Linked DNA regions of Mus musculus: region 2 is linked to region 1. Evidence: chromatin contacts called from public Hi-C data. All regions are on one chromosome and are shown on one strand. The core of a region is the stretch at or near the end of the contact, and the rest is flanking DNA. Distances in the headings are between cores, read along the strand shown. Region 1 holds the start of Cdx4 (caudal type homeobox 4). Region 2 holds the start of Chic1 (cysteine-rich hydrophobic domain 1).

Region 1 (7,275 bases), core at 1,986-4,485:
ATATATGCCTCAGTACAGGGGAACGCCAGGGCCAAGAAGTGGGAGTGGGTGGGTAGGGGAGCAGGGCTCAGGGAGGGTATAGGGAACTTTTGGGATAGCACTTGAAATGTAAATAAAGAAAATATCTAATAAAAAAAAGCGAAAAAAAGAGAGAAATCACAGCTGTAATGAGTGCTACACACACACACACACACACACACACACACACACTCACACACACACACTCACACACACACTTTAACTTAAGTCTGTTTCAATTATCTTCATTAATGAAAAAAAGAGAAACAAAGCTTTAATGGGATTGCTTTAATTCAGGGAAGGGTTATTGCTTTAATCCAGTCTGTTGTCCACAGATTTTTCTCTCTCTCTCTCTCTCTCAGCCCTAAACGCTATGTCCATGTGCAATGGTAGGAGGTGAGGAGAAAGCTTAGGAAGCTCTGACTTGTCCGTTCACTTAACAGACCTTTAACATCTGCTCCCTTGCTAATATAAAGGGGTATACTTTGGTTTGGAGTGTTCAATGGGGTGATGACATTGATTTTTGTGGAGTTTAAGGCCCAATATCATGAAAGATATTCAGTGAGTCTAGAATTTCCAGAACTTATGAAAAGTATCACTTATATGTGTGGGGTGCTCTCATCTTAAACTGTTGATGAATAACAACCTGAACTATAAGAATATGCAAAAGGATGGTATTAACTTACAAGGAATTCAAATGAAACAAATGTTGATGTTAACAAAACTTTGCCTATAGGACAAGTTGCCAAGAGTCCAAGGAGCTATAACCTCATTCTCAGTTTTGAGCTTCTACTAAACATGGAAGAGAGGAAGTAACACAGAGTAGATGGGGGGATCCCTTCTCAACTTCTCTTGGCATCAGAATTACCCAAAGAAGGCTCTGAGATATATATGGAAGACTTAAAGCAAAACAGAGAAAACTGTCATGTTTCCCCTCAGCAACACAAAGACAAATCGTCACAACTGAATTTTCTTATTGTGTCATTTTCCTCACATTGTTTTCCATTCTAAAAAATGTGCTAGTGACATTTCCCCCTACAGTATTTCAAAGGACAATCCTAGACAGTAGGTATTTTTATGTCCTTTTTAAAATATGTATTTTGCTTATTCTTAGGTTTTAGTGAATGGATGTTATTTTTACCCTGAAGATTAGATGTAACAACAGTTCTGGGGATGAATGCCCTACCCTAGCCTTATTATTATTTTTTAAAGTTACATGACTTATCCATATTTTCTTCTTAATATAAGTTCTTAAGTGTTACTTTTAACTTGGGATCTCTACCCTAGTTATAAAACTGGAGCTTCCTCCTTCTGGCTGAAAATTCTCCTAAAGGTAAAAAAATGTTACCTCCCTATCCTTTCACCTTTGCTTTTTGGAAGAGCGAGAAGGGAAAACACATGGACAAATACTATTGAAATATCATTGCCTCCCCAGAGGGGTGAATGTGATAGACAAATGTCACTAATGTCCTCTAATGACAGGGAACAAGTATTGGAATAATAAGAAAATGTTAAGAGAACAACCACAGCTGTAAACAAACATGTCACTGGCTCCCAGTCTAAGAATTACAGTGGAGTCTTCATTTCCTCTAAGCTCGCGCCTCCCTCCCCACCAGCTAGCTGCTCCCAGTTGCCCGCCAGGGCTTATTGGTCAGCGACATTAGACCTTAAACTGGGGTCCTTACACCTTTTAGTGTTTTGACGCTGTCGCAGACTTGCATTCTGCTTCTGCATTTGTGGCCACCTGCTGAAATAGCTATGAGAGCTTTAGGCACTTAGTGGCGGGGGTGGGGGGGGGGAGATAATAATACTTGGAACAGTTGGGTTGTGTGCCTGGCGGATGTAAGGATTGTGTCCTATGAAATGACAGCTCAGTTCTGTAACCTTGTTCACCTTAACGCTTCCTTCGGTTGGTAGGGACATTGGAATAGGCTTCAAGACATTTCTAATTTGGGCGACGGAAGATGTAGCTTCCTTAGGCATCTTGTATCGAGGGCCGTTTTTTGCCTTGGAAGCCTTCTTAGGCTCGGCCGTCGGTTGCCAGCTAAGCACCTACTAAGTTGAGCATCACAAGTTTTCAGCGAGGCTGCATACCGCGGTAGGGAAAGATTTGGAGATAAAACCGGCAAGCACCATGACAACCTTAGCTGTCCTTCACCCTGTTCATCATGATGTGCTTCTGGTTTTTTCCCTCCGGACAACGACAGGATTGGATCCCGATCCTTGTGGTTCATCAGGAACACTGTCCATACCCTTACTCCCTTGACTTATCTGGAAAGGGTAAAGCCAAACCAAACCAAAACCCAACCAACCAACCACCTAAACAAACAAACAAACAAACAAACCCACCTCAACAACCCCCAGGAGAGGTTTAGTTCCAAGCGCTACTTTTAACCGGCTTTGAACCTAGGCGCAAAGGAGGGAACTACTGATCCCATCAGCCAGCTACGCTGTGGGCTGCTTAGTTGAACTCTCCTACGGGGACGTAGAGTGAAGAGTAAGAGGGTAGCGGACCAAGGGTAGAGAAGAGAAGAAACAGCGGAACGATGGATTACTCACCCGTCACCTGCACAGTTTTGCGCATCCATGCGTAGGGGCTGTGACGGCTCCTGCTGGGAGAAGTGGCGCCTGAGGTGCCGGAGTCAAGAGAAACCAGTGACTCGCTGGCCGCGTCTGGCAAGCTACCGCCGTTGCTTGCACCGCTGGTGGGGCCCAGAGTGCTGTAGTCTGGGGATCCGAAAACTGGGGAGGTCATGTCATTCATGGGCACTGTGCCCATTGTACTGGGCGGCCCAGGGTATGTACTCCAGTCTTCCCGGGGCGGACTGTAGGGTGAGCTCCAGGCTCCCAGCGAAGGCCCGTGAGGATCCATGTTGGACATATGAGGGTAACCCACGTAGTGTGGGTAAACTGGGGCTGCAGTAAAGTTGGAGGCAGGCAGAGGACTACCACTGCCCCCAGAGGTGCCCACTCCGGCTGTACTGCTTCCTCCAGGGCTCCTGAGAGTGCCTGGGTACATGCCCGCTTCTTTTTCTAAAAGGCAGCTTCCATACATGGTGACTTGGATAGAAGAAGTTGCCCCTTAAGCCATCCTGAGGTCCCTGTAAACTTAGCGCCAACCCGAGTTTGAGACGCAAGAGACTATCAACGGTCAGCACTAGTAGCGCTGCTAGCTCCTCTGCGCGGCTCGGACTACTCCATCCTTCCTTTCCTACCCTAAATTTCCAGGTGACTGGTAGTGAGCCATAGGAGGGTTACCAAAGGCTGGGCTGACGTCAAGGGGCTTCAAGCTTTTACATAGCATTTGCATTCAAATGAAGGGCCACTTAACGTCTTCTTGTTCACTCCAAACACCTTCTCCCCCTAGCTCCTAGCCCATCAGCGCCACTTCAGGGACTCTTCTGGTTTCGTAGCACCACTTTTGCGCTTTTGGAGGCAGTTGTTCCTCAAGAAATTTCTCATTGGCTTCTTCAAAATGAGACTGAGAAGCGCAAAGTCTTGCTTCCTTTCACTGAGGCCTGCCTTTCCCTGATCTTCCAGAGCCCAGCTTGCTCTCCAGGTTTTCCCCTCTGCCCATACTCTCCTGTATGGACTTTCCAGCTGTTACTGGCCCATCATGCCACTGGCAAGGATTTTCCCTTCTCTCACACACAAGGAGAGGGCTTTGTTTCTCTGGACAGATAGATATTTGTTTCACAAATGTATATTCAGTATCCATAGTGGGTCAGGAATTGTTGTAGGCACTGGGAAACAGCACTGACATATACTTCTAGCTTCCTAAAGTTAGATTCCAGTTGGATGGAAGGTTACCTAATTAGATGCTAACAAATATGCACACATTAAAGAAGGAGAAGGAGGAGATGAAGAAGAAGAAGAAGAAGAAGAAGAAGAAGAAGAAGAAGAAGAAGAAGAAGAAGAAGAAGAAGAAGGAGCCATGAAAAGGGGAGAGAGCGCAAGTGGGTAGTGCATACTCTGAACTTCATAGTAATGTATTAGTTTCCGTCTGTCTTCTTCAAAGTCAGTGCCCTAAAGGACAGGAACTCATGGAGTTTGAAATCCATGGCAGCTACAGCAGACTTGCAATTTCCTTCCAAAAGTATGAACTAGGTAAGCACTCCACCACCTATATCCCAGACACAGTCACCCATTTAAAAAGAGGAGCCCCGGGGCCGGCGAGATAGCTCAGTGGTTAAGAGCGCCGACTGCTCTTCCGAAGGTCCTGAGTTCAAATCCCAGCAACCACATGGTGGCTCACAACCATCCGTAAAGAAATCTGATGCCTCTTCTGGAGTGTCTGAAGATAGCTACAGTGTACTTACATATAATAAATAAATTAAAAAAAAAAAGAGAGAGAAGCCCTGACTGCATCTGCATTATAAAGCAGGATTCTCAAAGATGACACCTGTAACCAGCTTGACTGCTATACTCATTCACTGAATACAGTTTTTTTGTTGTTGTTGTTGGTGGTGATGTTTTCCAGACAGGGTTTCTCTGTGTAGCCCTGGCTGTCCTGGAACTCACTCTGTAGACCAGGCTGGCCTCAAACTCAGAAATCTGCCTGCCTCTACCTCCCGAGTGCTGGGATTAAAGGTGTGCACCACCATGCCTGGATCTGAATACAGTTTTTGATAGCATTCTTGATCAGGTCTTTATTCAAATAAGTTGTCACCAATTATTTGACCCTTATGACATAGTACACATTTTAATAGTTTGTGCAACCTGCTCCCATACTCCACTCCCTTTGGTAGACTTCTTTTTCCTGGCTGGTTTCTTTTCAGTGACTGGGTTATTGGTAGTTGCAGCTTTTCCTTCTTTCCTTTTTACCTTTCTTGGCCTGTGGCCCTTGCTCTGAGCCGCATACTCTGCACTCTTTCTCTGCAGAGCCTTCCTTACACCCCTTCTCTTGCTCATCTATGTACCACCATTTCTGTATTCTTCTTTGCACCCCTCTCTGTACTGCCTTCCCCTGCACCCCCTCTTTGAACCCCATTCTTTGCACCCTTTTGCATCTCTTTCTTCTCAGCCTCTTCTTTACAGCCCTCTCCCCATCTGATTTGCTTTTGTTGAGGCCCCTACTTTCTTCACCCAGACTTTGTCTGGCTTAGTGAGGACTGTGTTCTGTTGCGGGGTCCTTGTGTGTGGGTTTAGTTCAATAAGATTCCCAGGTTCTTAGTAGATTCTTGTTCAGGAGTCTGATGAATCAGTGTGTGTTGTTTGCAGGGCTCTTTGGCTCTCTGGACTTCTCAAGATTCTGCTGAGGTCTGTACTGATCTTCTTGTACATGGGAAATCTATCATTATTCTTGAGGAAAACAGTTTTAAACCAAGTGGCAAATAATTCACCTAACTTCCAGAAAGCACTGTAAGTACAAATGTAGCTCTCCCATGTCCACCAGGAGCAGGAGCAGTCTGCTCACATTAAGCAGAGCAATTCCAAGGATTTTTTTTTTAAACGAAGATCTTGATGACACCATTGTCTTCATTGTAGGTGATGCAGGGTCCCCTGCAGGTCCACCACAATGACACTTGCTCATTTCGCTCTTGCCAGCTCTCATCTATGAAGACACATAGAGCTTTTAAAAACATTTTCATTAATTCTTTGAGAATTTCATACAGTGCCTTTTCATCATATTCATCCCTTCCTTCCTCTTCTTCCAGATCACCCCACCTCCTCCTTACCTACCCAACTTTGTATTCTCTCTCTTTTACAATTTACTTTTATTGCTTTTAAGTGCATGTGTATGAGTACATGTGTGTGTGTTGAGTGCAGGTACTTGAGGCCAGAGCTGGCTTGATGCTTCTGAAGCTGGAGTCACAGGTGGCTCTAAGCCACTGGATGCGGGCTCTAGAAATCCAATTCTGGTCTTCTGGAAGAGCTGTATATGCTCTTAACTTTGGACTATCTCTCCATCCCTTCTCCTTTGAAAACAAAACAAAACAAACAAACAAACAAAGAACCCACAACAACAACAACAAAAGAGACTAGTTTGTGTTGGTCAATTACTCTTGAGTGTGGGGGTCCATCTTGATGTTGTTCCAAGTTTCAAGTTTCTTAAGTTAAACAGTTGTTGTGGCCTTCTTGTAACCTTCACTCTTCAGCCAACAAAGAAAGTTCAGGAACTTCTTTAATATGATAACTTCTAGACATTAACACATTGCTAAGGCAGAGGTAGCCAGGTCACAACACATGGCATACAGGTTTTGGGCTCTATTCGCTTTATCATGCCAACAATGCCAGACATTGATTGAGGCACATGGGTGGTCTCCTCAATACAAATGTCCAAAGACATCTGACTAGATTAGTGGGTTCCACCACCTGAACTTCGAGAGTTCCAGCTGCAGTTTGGCCAGTATCAGGATCCAGCACTAGTCTATGAGTTGCTAATTCAGACAGTACAAAGCTGCCTATTGGTTTTCTGCAGGTTGGTTTGAACATATTCACAGTATCTTGTTAAATGGGAATCTTGAACATAGTGGACATATTCACAATTTCATCCCTTTTCAGAGTAAAGCAAAGAGGAAACAAACAACTCATCTTATTGAACAGGGAAAACATGAAGATACAAACTCTTCATGAGGTACACCTGCTCAGCCTCAGGCACCAAAGAATTCTGTTTATAGCAGAGCTTGTGTTCCTTCCCCCACACATATACACACTCAAGTTTTCTTTTAAGATCCAAGGAAAGCTAGTATTCCAAGGGTTCTTTTGAGAATGACCAGCACTCGCTCCTCCTGGGTTGGTTCAAAGCACAGAAGCCCACCTTGCCTCTAAAATGATGTCATATAGTGAGAGAAGCCAGTTTCCCACCAGAAACAGATGCATTGCATAAGTCAGATGCTTTTGGTTATTGTTTCCTTGTTTCTTTTTCTCCTGCAGATTTGTATTCTGTACCCTTTAGCCTTGCCTATTGGTCCCAAGAGCTGGTGAAAGCAGTGAACACTTCCACTCACTGTAGTAGACAGAGGAGAAGAACAAATACTTAAGTACTGGGTACTGAACTGTGGTAACTGTGGACACATCACCAATGAATAAAGCATCTGACCTTATTAAACTTGGATTCTATATTTACTTATTATTTATTGTGTGTGTGTGTGTATGTGTGTGTACCTATGTATGTGTTGGAATGTGGAGCTCAGAAAACAACTTGTAGAAATTGTGCTTCAGGCTGGAGTGGTCAAGAGCACTGACTGCTCTTCCGAAGGTCCTGAGTTCAAATCCCAGCAACCACATGGTGGCTCACAACCACCTTTAACAAGA
Region 2 (7,275 bases), core at 1,259-3,758, 35 kb before region 1:
ACATTTAATCTTCTTCTTAAAAATGTTAGATATTTAGCATTAAATGTTCTTCCTAAATGAGAAAATGTGTACAATAAAGCTAAACAATTTTCATGTTTAGTAATTTAAGACTGGCTTACACTTTTCAGAGTTTTCTTCAAATAATTAACACTAAGATGCTATTAGTGCCATTCCTTTACACCTAACTCCAGAATTTTAAAACTGTGTGTGTGTGTGTGTGTGTGTGTGTGTGTGTGTGTGGTGATAGCAGAAAATTATACCTATAAGAGGCTAGCCACAGCAAACCTCAGAGCTCTGTTTTAAATGAGAACAAGGAAATTGGTTGTGTGGAAAATAGAATGGAGCCACAAAGAAGTTTTAGAGAACTTAAATTATGCTTCCTTGCTATGTAATCATTGCTTGAATTGTAGAAAATAATGGGGGGAGTTGGAAGATAAAATTATGGGTCAGGATAGAAAATACCTTTTCTTTGTCTAGTCATGGAAAATTATCTGCATAAAAAGTCTGGAAAACGAGACAGCAAGTGTGGTGGGCATGATAGTATTTTAGAATTTCATGGAATGAAAAACAAAACAAAACAAAACAAAAAAGAAGCCTGGATACCAGAATCATAATTAGTTTGAATAATGGTCTCCCTAGTGACAAAAGAAATGGAAGGAAAATGGTGCAGGAAGTTGGCACCTGAACATTACAGGTTATCTGCAAAAATCTTGGACTAAGAAAAAAAACTGTCTTCAAATTACCTAATAAAAAATAAGGCCCAAAAGTCACCTCCAAAGCCTTCCACAATTGACAAACATTTGGTAATACATACATTCAATGATTTAAAAGGTGTATTACAGTCAAAATAGTTAACATGTTAAAAATTAAGAGATAGCGTACACACTGGATGATTTCGTACTAGCACTCAATTGAGTCAAAGGGACTATGTGAGCCATGATAAAAATTAAAGAGAGTGTGACTTGATAGGAAGGCGCAAATATAGTTTGAAAATGCAGTAAAAGACACCACAGTCAAGAGCATGAACACGACACCATATTCAAACTCTCAAGTATGTGCAATCCAAGCAATAAAAATGAGGAAGCACTCTTCAAAGCCCAGTGATCAATTTTTTTCTTACTGTGCAACAAAGATGATAAGAAGTCCTTGCACACTTTATTTCCTTAAATATGACATAGGATTCAATGTAAAAGAAGTCATCTGGGTTGAGTTTTAAAGAAATTAAACTCAATTCATTAAGGGCTAATTTCTATATACTTAATATACTTAATATTTGTATATTTAATGTCTGGACATACACGATTCCCTGTAGACATCTTAAATTATTTCAGAGCCAAAGGGGGTTAGAAACCACGCACTCAGAACCCTTCATTTTGGAGATGAGGAACCCAAGGCCTGGAAGTAAGAATCAACTGACCAAGGTCACAGTGCCAGTAAGAAGGGAAACTGAGATTTAGCAACCAAGATCTCTCACTCTGTATCCATTGCTCTTTCTACTTTGCATAGGTTCCTATTAACCTGAAACTCTAAGGATATGATATTAAAGGAACGTCAGAGTAGTGCGTTCAACAGAGAAAGGATGACGATATTCATTCATTAGGTAGGAAGAATGGATGGACAAATATGTGGGTGGATGAATACTTATATTATTCACAAAATGCATCACATTTTTGTTTTGTTTTGTTTTTGAAGAACCCAAACCTAGATCATGTCACCTGCCACAGCAGTCGCCGTTTTCCACTAGCCATCAATCTTGGCAGCAGAGAAGTCTAGTACATCCTGCAGTTTAGAGACTATTCACTTGCCAGCGCACGAACGAGCAGATCGCCCCTACTTCAGTCTCTCTGGCTCCCTACCCTGCAACTCCATGTCCTATGCTCACTCTTTCCTCAGGGTCGATGCAGCGTTATCTCCCACCCCCTTCTTTTACACGATACCTATTCAACCTGCGGTTTTGCCATTTTGACCAGGTGCCCTTTGCTAAGAGTACGCTTTAGTCAGCCCTCCCCCCACTCCGCAGGCCCCTCAATGCCCTTCTCATTCGGTTTGTCGTCAAATCTCAGCCTCTGCAAGCCCCCGACCCCAATCGCTTACACAGTGATGTGGCCGGCGCCGCGCACCAACACAGGGTCTGGGGCATATCTCCGCAGATGCTCCTCGCTCACTACCCGAGGCGGGGGCGGCACCTCCTCCTCCTCTTCTTCCTCGTCCTCCTCCTCTTCATCCTCCTCTTCTTCCTCCTCCTCATCTTCCTCGTCCTCATCGGGCCCAGATACCGACGACGACGACGACGACGACGGAGACGACGATGGAGACGACGACGATGTTGCTGCCTCTTCTTCTTCCTCCAATTCCGAGATGGTGTCGAACTCCGCCATGTTGGGCAGCAGGATGCTCATCACGTGACCGCACGATAGCCGCCACTCTCCCGGAGAAGAGTTTGAACCTGCGGAGCTGCTGGGAGAGGAGGGGGAACAGACTGAAGAGAAAGAGGAGGGGGCGGGGAAAGCGCTTGAGGAGACGCGCCTGCGTGTTGGGTAGATGGCGCGGGGGTTGGAGGCGGGGGCATGAGGGACCAGGGAGTAAATTCGGTGTACGCTTGCGCGCCTCCAAGGGGAGGGGGCCGGTAGAGGTGAACTCCAGGGAATTCTCGAGGTCCGGTCTGCGGGTGCTGATCTTCATACTGCGTTTCGGACGTCAGTCTCTTGTACACAGGGGACGTTCTCGTTTTAGTGTCTGTTAATTAATGCGGGATATATTTGCCTTTATGCAGACAGTTGAGGTAAAGCAAATTCTATAAAAGAGAGTTTAGGACATTGCCCAAAATATCTCAAGGTACGCATATGTCATTCCCTTACGCAGAGATTGTTCAATTCTGAGAAAAGGGTAAACATTTTTCAAAGGAGGAAACTTTCTATTAATTTCTTACGTTGAATGGTACTTTGCGGACTTGCTAAGCATCATAGACTGTGCTAAGTGCTCTGTGTACTTATCTCATTTAATCTCCCCACAACCCTATGAGGGGTGTACCACATTGAGTCTCATATCACACAAGGGCAATCTATATACAAAGAGAATAAATAATTTGTCCAAAGACATGGAACTAATAAATGACAATGAGCTTTTAAATCCAGAGTCTCGTCTGACTCCCAAAGCTCTGTTCTTTTAGCCAAACAGCCATGGTGCCTAAAGTTGATTGGAAAGAATGGGCGAAGTGGTGCATTTTGGTTGGTTCTTATAAATAAGGATACACAGGTTTGCAATGGGTGTTCTGAAGCCGGCATAGTGGCACATACCTCTAAGCCCAGCATTTGGGAGGCAGAAGCAGGAGAATCTTTTGAGCCTAGCTTACAGAGCTCATTCTAGGACAGCTAGGGTTACAAAGAGAAAAAGAGAAACCCTTCTGGGAAGGGAGGGAGGGAGGGAGAGAGGGAGGGAGAAAGAGAGAGAGAGAGAGAGAGAGAGAGAGAAGGGAGAGAGAGAGAGAGAGAGAGAGAGACTGGGGTTGGAGAAGAGGAGCTGTAGAGTGTGCAGCAGAGGGTATGCCAGTTTAGAGACACATTAATTAACGTCACCCATTCTATAGATTCCAAGCTGTATTCTTTCAAATACCATAGCTCATGTAATTCAAACACTCTTGTGAGGTAGGCATCTTTATATGTCTTTTATAGATGAAGAACTGATGGGCTGGAGAGATGGCTCATCAGAAGCACTGGCTTTTCCAGAGGGGCCTGGTTCAATTCCCAGCACCCACATGCCTGCTCACAAGTGTCTGTAACTCCAGTTTCTCCAGGGATCTGACACCCTTACATAGGCATACCTGTAGGCAAAACACTGATGTACATGAAGTTAAAAAAATCATTAAAAAAGAGGAAGAGTTGAATATCAGAAAATTTAAACAATTCATTCAGGTCGGTAGTGACTTGCTCTCTTTTTTTTCCCATTCAAACATTCTACCTCATCTTTACATTGCTAAAATACATAGATTACCTATTTTGAGTTACTAGGTAATGCACCAACTGGTTCATATCTGTCAGTGGCACCGAATTTTGCAATTAAGACTATAAAGTTGTGCAGCTCCTCTGTAATAGAATAAATATTGAGGTCCTCTATACTAATACCAGCTTTTCTTCTCCTTCAGATGTAGTAGAGCATCCATTCTGACAGAACTGGGGGTTTAGAATGAGCCTGGTATCAGCAGAATAGTGGTAATAAGCAAAATATTTGGGCATATGAGGAGGGGAGTAATCTGTTATAAGAGAGATTGTTCAAAATATCAAGGAATTGGCGTTATTAATATTAAATGTTTCCACTATATTCAATAGCTTGGCTATTTTGGAATTGAAAAGTAAGCTGTAACATTTTCTATAAGGAATAAATGTAGCATTTTGTTGCATAAAGAGCTTTTCTTTAGCTAGAGATTAGGATAAAAGAAAGAATCTTAAAATATTCCATAATAATTGTTGGCTTTCCTGGTGCTTTGAAACATATATCAACAGCAAGATTGAATGACCTTAGACCCAAGGAGGAAAATATTTCCCAAATATCTTATGTATAAAGAAAGAGTTTAGTATATCAATATTTAGAGGGAATAGTAGTATTTGGCTAATTACTGCCTTTTTTTTTTACTGCTTAATTACTAGCTTCTGTTTTTATCACTCAAAATTAGTCTAGGAAGGAATTTTTGACAGAAAGGGAAAGGAGTAAGATATGGATTTTGTGATGAATGCAAAAAGTCATTGGAACTATTGTAAAAGTAGGAGATAGTGGCTAAGGGAGACCGAAAGGAAGACGGAAAAGAAGGGTAGGGCAAATGCTACTATATGCTGCAAAGTAGAGAGTCCCGAAATGTAGTTCAGTTGGTAGAGTGCTTGCTTATCATGTAGGAAATCCCTAGTTCTAATCTCCAGCACAGCATAAACTGGGAATGGTGGTGCACATTTGTAATCCCAGAAGCAGGGAGGAGGAGGCAGGAAGATCAGAAGTTCAAGTTGATCCTTGGCTATATAGTAAGCAGGTCAGTCTAGGACACTGAGACACTATCTCAAACAAAGTAAAACAAACTAAATAATTTGGAAAGAGGCCGCTGACATTTAGTCAGAAGTCAAAAGGACAAAGTAGTTTAGAGGCGTGTTACACTTGGCCAAGTGTGCAAGCACAGTCAGATCAGCTCATCTGTTTCCCTGCATGTACACTGTGCTGAAGAAGCATATGTGGTTACAAAGGCAATCAGTTGCACTGAACGACAGGAGGAGTCTTAGATTGGGAAAGCACAGGAAAACACGTTTTGTGTATCCACTGTCAGTGACTACATGAAGCATGATGATTTTTAAATGATAAGTTAGCTTTCAGGATAGTAAATTGGGGAATGGATAGGGAGGAAAGCAGGTGGAAAAAGGTTTTGTTTGCCTAACGTGCTAAGAAGGTCATGAGGGTCATTCTCTCGGCTAATAGATGGCTGACTGAGGCACAAAGTCTCAGGTTTAATGGTCTGAGAGGGTTTTAAAAGATAGTGTTGTTTGTTAAAGTATGCATGTTAGTGATATTAGTCAATTTACAGAATGGTGCAGTCATCATCAGAAACTAATTTTAGAATATTTCCATTGCCTCGTTTTTCAATAGCCCCTGCCCCAATTCTCATCCCCGATCCTATGCAACAATTAGTCTGTGTTATGAGTTAGTATTTCTTTAGCAGGGCTTTTCAAATAAACTATATTATAAAATACATTGCTTCTGACACCTTTTGCTTAGTGTGTCCTCTAGGTTCTTCATATTGTGTCATTTATTAGAGCTTCATTCCTTTTAATGGATAAATAGTATTTTATTGTTGCAGTAGATCATATTTTTCTTATCCACTCACCTGGTAATGACATTTGGATTCCTTTCATCATTTATATATTATGTAAATACTGTTGTGGACATTCATATGTCTCTGTAAAACATGATTTAATTGTTTTCTTGAATAGATGTGTATAAGTGGAATTCTGGGCCATCTGCTTAAGACTGTGTTGAACTTTGGGGTTGGAGAGATGGCTCAGAGGTTAAGAGCACATACTGCTCTTGCGTAAGATCTGAATTTGGTTCCCAACACCCATTATTTGGGCAGTACACAGCCTGTAACCTCAACTTCAGCAAATTACATGCCTCTAGCCTCTGCGGGCACCTGTACACATCTGAACACACACAATTAATGATAAAGTAAAAGGATTTGTTTTTACAAAGATTGTGTTAAACATAATAAAGCTGTTGAAGGATTTTTTCCATACTGGCTCTATCAGTTGACATTCTCATGAAGTATTCTCTGGTTATTTATTTATTTTTTTGATCATAGCTTCTCTGTCTTTTAAATGATTTATTATAACAAGTCAATTGCCACCACCATTTATAAATATGAACGAGGTGTTTATTAACAATTTTGTTTACTGTTCCTTCTTTGTTACTGATAGTGTAAGAGATTTGTCTTTCCTATTTAGTCTTTGCTCCATCTTCTCTTCTCTTCTCTTCTCTTCTCTTCTCTTCTCTTCTCTTCTCTTCTCTCTCTCTCTCTCTCTCTCTCTCCCTCCCCCCCTCTCTCTCTGTTTTACCATGCTGGGAATGGAAACCAGGGCCCTGCACACCCTGGGAGAAGTGCAAACCCTAGGAGAAGTGCATACACTGGGAGGGGTGCCCAGACACTGTGCCACTCCTTCCCCAACCCTTGTACTTGTTCTTCAGAATTGTTGGCAATAAATTACCTTACTTTTCCTGGTCTGACAAAATGTTGATCTTACTTTCGTTCCTGAAATGTCTTTTTTTTTTTTAAAGATTTTATTTATTATTTTATGTAACTATATGGTAGCTGTCTTTACAAACACCAAAAGAGGGCGTCATATCTTACTACAGATGGTTGTGAGCCACCATGTAGTTGCTGGGATTTGAACTCAGGACTTCAGGAGAGCAGTCAGTGCTCTTAGCGGCTGAGCCATCTCATCAGCCCCCTGAAATGTCTTTTTACTGGGTGTTTAATTCTGGACTGACAATAGTTTCAGCACTTGAAAAAGACCATGCCATTTGCTTCATGTGTCCAGATGTTTAGTTAAAGAACAATCTCTTGCTTTTGAGTTGTCAGTGATATTTTGTTTATTCATTGGATGCATTAAATATTTTTCTTTGTTGTTAATATTTGAAAATGAAATTATTATGTAGTGTGGTGTGGATTTATTTGTCCTAATTTGAGGCTCCTCCTCTACCTCCTTTTTCTCTTTTCTTTCTTTCTTTTCTTTTCTTTTTTTTTTT

What was found. Hi-C and Micro-C count contacts between places; a contact is called where the count stands out from the background.
Region 2: a contact with region 1 is called in a Hi-C map of liver, with 3 times the contacts expected there. The contact joins the promoter of Chic1 here to the promoter of Cdx4 in region 1. A contact is called at or near these places in 12 of 39 promoter capture datasets (the 3T3-L1 cell line, 3T3-L1-derived adipocytes, the SN4741 cell line and 7 more), 1 of 15 datasets of contacts at CTCF or cohesin (CD8 T cells), 14 of 484 Hi-C or Micro-C datasets (cortical neurons, embryonic fibroblasts, embryonic stem cells and 6 more), 7 of 115 datasets of contacts at active chromatin or transcription factors (CD8 T cells, embryonic fibroblasts and embryonic stem cells) and 4 of 9 other capture datasets (adipose tissue, embryonic stem cells, liver and 1 more).

Annotation. Positions count from the first base shown.
Region 1 is chrX:103,317,358-103,324,632 of GRCm38.p6, reverse strand. It overlaps Cdx4 (caudal type homeobox 4), which reads right to left and starts at 3,235. Exons shown (of 3, transcript NM_007674.3): 1 at 2,578-3,235. The coding sequence starts at 3,073.
Region 2 is chrX:103,351,709-103,358,983 of GRCm38.p6, reverse strand. Chic1 (cysteine-rich hydrophobic domain 1) reads right to left here and starts at 2,508. Exons shown (of 6, transcript NM_009767.2): 1 at 2,095-2,508. The coding sequence starts at 2,399.